2 separate regions of the Zea mays genome follow, and region 2 is linked to region 1. The links are chromatin contacts, called in public Hi-C maps. All regions are on one chromosome and are shown on one strand. Each heading gives the region's core, a stretch centred on a gene start, on an enhancer-like site or on the middle of the called end of the contact. The rest is flanking DNA. Distances are from core to core; before and after follow the strand shown. Region 1 holds the start of LOC100280442. Region 2 overlaps LOC103626482 (callose synthase 3).

Region 1 (3,307 bases), core at 421-2,920:
ATCCTTCCAAACATGGCCTTAATTAAATTGTTTGGGAGTACGGTTTTTTTTACGATTTCTAGACAATGTCATGTTTTTTAGTAATATTATAGTATTTTATGTTATAAAAGGTTTCGTTGAATTCCTAAAAACTATGTTTTTAAAATCAAGATATTATAGATACCATGATATTTTTACAGTATTGAAAATTTTGCTCTACTCTAAAGTCTTCATGACATGACTAACCTTTGCCGAATACTATGGCCTACAATTTTACATATAAATAATTACAGAGAACAATATTGTAAAACCGTATTTTTGAGAAATATTGGTGCCAAACAGAGCCTTGAGTTGAGAAGCTGATACATTCGGTTCGGCCCTGCAATTCCAGACAGATGGTTCTGGTTGCAGCTCAAATTCTTTGGCTGGAAGAAGGGCGCACGTCGCTGTCTCTGATGAGCAGGCTTTAGTTGGATCAAGGTCGCTGTTGCTCGGTTTATATGGTCCAGTCTAAATCCGTCTACTGCTTCTATGCCCAAAAAAAGATCGATCCACTCTCTCGTAGGATTTGTTTTTGGGAAGGAAAAAAAAACAATTCATATGCCTTGAGTGGAAAAAAATCGAAATGGAAATGAAAGGCTTGCTAATTATCAAAGGACATTAGCTAAGCTCTGCACATCACTCTAAGTCTTTACCCCTACTAGTACTACCTAAGGTATTAAAAAAGGAGAATAAAAACCAAAAGGAAAAAAAGAAGAAGAAGAAAACTTGTGGCCAGGGATGCTTTGGCAGCGTAACGTTAACGACGGCCACAAGTTGGGGTGGGGTGGGTGGTGTGGGCCCCGCCGCAGGATCTTTCTGGGCCTCGAAGCTGGCCGCGTGACGTGGCGCCGAAAAAGCGCAGCGAGAAATACTTGTGGCCACGCTTTTTGCGGCCACGGATATTCTTCTTTTCTTTCCCTGCACAAGCACAGCACAGCACGGTGCACTTCCTATATTATTTTACTTTTCTGTTACAAAAAAAGAGAGGAAATGCTCTTGGAATTTCTTGTGGACACGACACAGCTAGGAATTTATCCTTCTTTCTTGTTCGTTTCCTTTTTCTTATCTAGTAACGAGAAAACGGTCCGGGTTTATCCGCGGAAAAAATATCTGCTATTTGAACGGCCGCAGATATTTGCGGTGTTTTCTCTTTTATTTTCTCTACGCTGCTTCGTGCCCTATTGTCAACACGTGGAAACCTTCCTATCCACTCCAATCACTTCACTCCACTTCTCAAATTTTCAGAACAAACTTCTAAATTTATAATGAGGCTCAATGAAATATTTAATTTCGATACAATGCTATAGATAAACAAAACCACCCTGAGAAAATGGGGAAAAAAAAGAGAAAGAGACCCTCTATCTCAAAAGGGAAAACAGAGGGGTCAGAACGTAAAATATCCGCAGAGGGCGGAGGTGGGCCCTCCCCTCCCGGGGCCTCCCCAGCCACTCGATCCCTGGCCCTTCTCGAAATTTCCAGCCCTGACAGGCGGGGCCCACGGCCGACGTGGCCCGCCTCCCCTCCCCTCCCTTCGCCCCCAGAAATCTCGCCGCTCCCACCCCTCTCCTTCCTCTCGCCATTTCCATTTCCTTGCCCTTGCCAGCCAGAGCGAGACTCCACCGCTTCCTCTCCGCCGCGTCCTCCTCCCCTCCCTCCGTTCCTCACGGCTCTCCGGACTCGCCCCGCGGCTGGCCGTGCTGAGTTTCGTTCTCTGGCCGGCAAAGAAGCGATTTTTTTGTGCTTTCTGGACGGATCCCGGCCGGAGAAGGGACCGAATTTCCACGACCTCGACCGCCGGCTGCTCCTCTGCTGGGCTCTCCGTGCGCAAGAAGAGCCTACCAAGGTGAATCCGGAGATTTGAGCTCCGGGCCCGCCTCATGGAGTCCATGGCGCAGGTATGCAATTGTCTCCTCCCTTTCCCTCCTCCACTTGATCCTTCCCTGCCGCCTGCCGGTGTTGAAAATAGTTTTTTAATGCCAATATCTCATCACCCTCTTAAAAAAATGTGCTGTTTCTAGACGCTTCTCCTTCCTGTCTGTTGCACGCCAATCATGGCACCCGTAGAGAGTTCTACTAGAACGAGATGACCAACACGTAACATGTGTTTAGCTAATTTGCTGTACTCGTTCCCCTTTTTTACAGCACTATCGCAACTTGTCTTCCAATCAATCCAACAGTTCCCACCCATCCTATTATTACCACCACCATTACATGTCTTAAGTTGATGTCGTTTGCGGGATCCGGAGCACTGGGAGCTCAAATCTGGACATTTATGCATGGTAGAAGTAGAATCTGGCATGGCTTTGACCTGTTGAGGGACGATCACTAAATACTTGTTTCCTGTTGTTCCTTACAGGAAAGGGACGCGTTGGATTCACCTGCCTTGTCGATTGACAAAAGGCTGCGGTCGGATGCTGTCGAATCACCCCTGGTGGATGATGCAACGCAACCCAAGGAGGGGGCGGACGGTTACCCTGTCAAGGTACCCATTTATTGTCCCACTTTTGAGATCAGTGTGAGCGTACAGCACTGTCACCAGCTCACCATGCCAACTAATGGGCACCTGCCTTGATTCAAGTAGGTTCGGAAGCCTTACACGATCACGAAGCAGCGAGAGAAGTGGACAGAGGAAGAGCATGGGAAGTTCCTGGAGGCACTGAAGCTCTATGGTCGGTCTTGGCGCCAGATACAAGGTGCGTGCAGGCTTTACATGTGACCCTACGTTAGAGCACGCTGATGATTAGTTCTCTGATTTGTCCTCCAAACTGCCGTTTATTAGAACACATTGGCACAAAGACTGCTGTCCAGATTCGGAGCCATGCTCAGAAGTTTTTCTCCAAGGTGCTTAACCCTCATGTGGCTGTGCTCAATTTAGCTGCTGTCACTGCATTCACAGTATTTTACCATCACATATGCTTGCACAGTGAGATTATCTAGAAGCTAACTCTGAGCTAACTACGCAGGTCGTGCGTGAACCTGGGGCCAGTAATTCAATTGAGATCCCACCCCCTAGGCCAAAGAGAAAACCACTGCACCCATACCCTCGCAAGTGTGCCGACTCCACCGTGACAAATGCTCCAATGGGCGAACCGAAGAATGCTCCTGTTTCATCACCATCTGGTTCTGACCAAGAGAATGGTTCGCCTGTCTCGGTGTTATCTGCAATGCAGTCGGATGCTTTTGGTTCATCAATATCAAACCCATCAACTGGGGGCACGTCTCCTGCGTCATCAGATGATGGGAATAATGTCCCTGAGATAGTGAATGGGGAGGAAAATTTGCTCAC
Region 2 (3,307 bases), core at 333-2,832, 170 kb before region 1:
GGCCGGCTATATCTTGTACTTAGTGGACTCGATGAAGCACTGGCTACTGGAAAGAGGTTTGTGCACAATACACCTCTCCAGGTTGCTCTTGCGTCAGAGTCTTTTGTGCAACTTGGATTTTTGATGGCGCTGCCCATGATGATGGAAATCGGTTTGGAGAGAGGATTCAGAACTGCATTGAGTGATTTTATACTGATGCAGCTTCAGTTGGCCTCTGTTTTCTTCACATTCTCGTTGGGAACAAAAACTCACTACTACGGAAGGACGTTACTCCATGGAGGAGCGGAATACAGAGCCACTGGACGTGGGTTTGTGGTGTTCCATGCCAAATTTGCTGAGAACTATCGACTTTATTCCCGTAGCCATTTTGTCAAGGGCCTTGAGCTGATGATTCTACTAGTTGTGTATGAAATATTTGGTCAGTCATATAGAGGGGCTATAACTTACATCTTCATCACCGTATCCATGTGGTTCATGGTGGGCACTTGGCTCTTTGCACCATTCCTGTTCAATCCTTCTGGATTTGAGTGGCAGAAGATTGTGGATGACTGGACTGATTGGCACAAGTGGATCAGCAATCGTGGAGGTATTGGTGTGGCACCAGAGAAAAGCTGGGAGTCATGGTGGGAAAAAGAGCAGGAGCCCCTTCGTTACTCTGGGAAGCGTGGTACTATTGTTGAAATACTGCTTGCATTGCGTTTCTTTATCTATCAATATGGACTCGTGTATCATCTGAATATAACGAAGAAGATAACCAAGGATAACCAGAGTGTGCTGGTAATATACTCGTCTTATTTAACATTGGGTTGGTCTCATCTGCTTTGTGCTGGTGCAGTCTTTCTAACTAATGCTCTTTTCCAGGTTTATTGCTTCTCATGGGTTGTAATTTTCGTTGTTTTACTCGTTATGAAGGTAAATTAAATTGTTATGAAGGATAACAGGTTTCGTTACCACTGTCTCTAGCTGCAAGCATGACTCACAGTTGTATTTTGTTTTGCAGACCGTATCAGTGGGGAGGAGGAGGTTCAGTGCAGAGTTCCAGCTAGTGTTCCGGCTGATCAAGGGTCTCATATTTATAACTTTTACAGCCATCGTGGTAATCCTAATAGCAATCCCTGGCATGACGGTTCTGGACATCTTTGTTTGCATCCTTGCCTTCATGCCCACTGGATGGGGTTTGCTCCTGGTTAGTAGTTGAGCATGTTTTGTAGTCCTCCTCTCCATTGTCCAATCTACTCAATTATTGTTGGCCGCTTTGTGCTGCAGATTGCCCAAGCTATCAGGCCTGTGATTCAAAAGATCGGGCTGTGGGGGTCGATCAAGGCTCTTGCCCGGGGCTACGAGATCCTAATGGGGCTTCTCCTGTTCACGCCCATTGCTTTCCTTGCCTGGTTCCCGTTCGTGTCCGAGTTCCAGACCAGGATGCTGTTCAACCAGGCCTTCAGCAGAGGTCTGCAGATCTCCCGTATCCTGGGAGGACACAAGAAAGACCGAGGGACGCGGAGCAAGGAGTAGTAGGGCTGCTGATTGAAGGTCCGTCTATCGGGAGTTATGTCGTCCTGGAGCGGTCTATCAGGTTCAGAGAATATTAGGGTCCGTATGTATGTATGTGTGTGTCGCACCTAGCACCAGTAGTATGTATGTATGTATGCGTATGTAGGTTCAGAGAATATTAGGGTCCCTATGTATATGTATGTATCAGGATTGCTATGGTCTTTTGGATTGGAAGATCTGAGATTTGCTGGTGCAATGGCCAGTATCTGACATCCAAATGTTGAAACTATAATTAGGCTCTGCTAATAGTTAGCTAACTTACAGCTAACAATTAGTTTATTAGCTGGCTTACGACTAAGTAGTCAGATTAAAGTTGGGATGTCGGTCGCCCCCTTTAGGTTTAGTTAGGCTCGTTCCAATGGGTGGCGAGAGCGTTAGTAACCAGGATTCCGGATCGATGGATGGAATCGAGGAACGGGAACGTGGTACGCGGTATGCTATAAAAACTAGGATTTAACACTATTGGAACGAGATTGCTCTCACGTTCCCGGACGGAACTCGGAACGGAACGAGAAACGTGGCAAGTTCCTAGTTCCCGGTTACTCATTCGTGTTGGCGCGTTGGTCCGGTCGACAGTTTGTTAGTTTCTTCTAATCGGTCCACGCGTCCGACATCAGTGTTACGCGTACTAACTGTTAGGAGTTCAAAAATTATAAAAAAAAAACATAAATTTTATTTCTAATCCATCTATAAATACTTTCACATGGTTGGAGCTCCTTTCCCACACTATTTTATCTCATGTAATTTTTTCTAATTATTATGTAACTTTTTAAGTACTATGCAATTCGTGATTTTTTTATTCAATAAAATTATTGTGTTGTACGATTTTTAGGTGTCAACGAATTAATATGAAGTAGTTAATTCTAAAATAAAATAACAATGTGTTGTGGGCTGAGGCTATAGTACTTGGGCGATCACAGGTGGATTATGGTGCTTCAACCTGTGTAGTTGGACGGTCTGCAAGTGGATCGGACAGTCCAGTACTATTCCTAGACTGTCTGGTCGCGCCGGGCAACGCCTGCGACCCTTGTGATGGGCTCTGTGTGACTCCAGACTATCCGACGTAGGGTGTCTATCGGAGGACCGAACGGTCCGAGATCGTGTGTGGGCGGCCTGGCCATGCTCAGAGTCGATCTACCGTTTAGTGAAGATGGCGGTGACAGTCGTCCGGGATATGAGTCCACCAACATACCAGAATATGGCTTGGAAACCCATTTGTTACCGATGTTTTTGGCGCAATTGTTTCGATGCCCAATTTACGTGATAAAAAATTGGACATGTGAGTTTTTCCTGATGCATGCGCTATCTTCTCTATATCCTTTGTAATACTTTTAATTTGATTATCAAAAGAAATTTTAATAGAATGAATATCATCGACTGATTTGACATCACATACCGTGGGGAGCTGCTGTAGCACGGCTACCATATAATTGACATTTATTTTTCTCTATCGGACGACCTTCTGGTAGAAATCTACCCTGAAGTGCGAGAGGTACCACTTTGCAACCTTGAGCACTTGATCTTGTTGTTGGATCTCCTCGTCCAACTTATTTATGTTATCTTTTAATTTCTTATGCTCAGCGGCCGATAAATTAGTCAGTCTTGCGTCATTGTTTTGGGGAAACACCGTTGAGATCTTTAAAATCGGCCATATAAGCCTGATTTTGTAGATCTGCAACCTTTGTTCCAGCGGAGTCGCCAAAAAGTGTGTTAGCGCCGATTTGGGTAGCGTCAATCACTAGGGGTGTACCGC

The links. A called contact is a pair of places that touch in the nucleus more often than the background predicts.
Region 2: a Hi-C map of tassel shows a contact between it and region 1, with 7 times the contacts expected there. The contact joins the enhancer-like site here to the promoter of LOC100280442 in region 1. A contact is called at or near these places in 5 of 25 Hi-C or Micro-C datasets (bundle sheath, ear, leaf and 1 more) and 1 of 3 datasets of contacts at active chromatin or transcription factors (leaf).

The regions. Positions count from the first base shown.
Region 1 is chr5:66,040,217-66,043,523 of Zm-B73-REFERENCE-NAM-5.0, reverse strand. LOC100280442 reads left to right here and starts at 1,670. Exons shown (of 6, transcript NM_001153363.1): 1 at 1,670-1,916; 2 at 2,378-2,503; 3 at 2,603-2,714; 4 at 2,801-2,862; 5 at 2,985-3,307. The coding sequence starts at 1,899.
Region 2 is chr5:66,208,081-66,211,387 of Zm-B73-REFERENCE-NAM-5.0, reverse strand. It overlaps LOC103626482 (callose synthase 3), which reads left to right. Exons shown (of 41, transcript XM_008646894.3): 38 at 1-777; 39 at 862-912; 40 at 1,001-1,186; 41 at 1,267-1,794. The coding sequence ends at 1,515. Among protein-coding and RNA genes, the nearest start is that of LOC103626481, 61 kb to the right of the region's middle. Within about 2 kb of position 1,582, at least 9 of the 20 cell types and tissues checked have an H3K27ac peak or open chromatin away from gene starts, as enhancers often do. A contact at or near this core is called in ear and tassel, where this site is marked.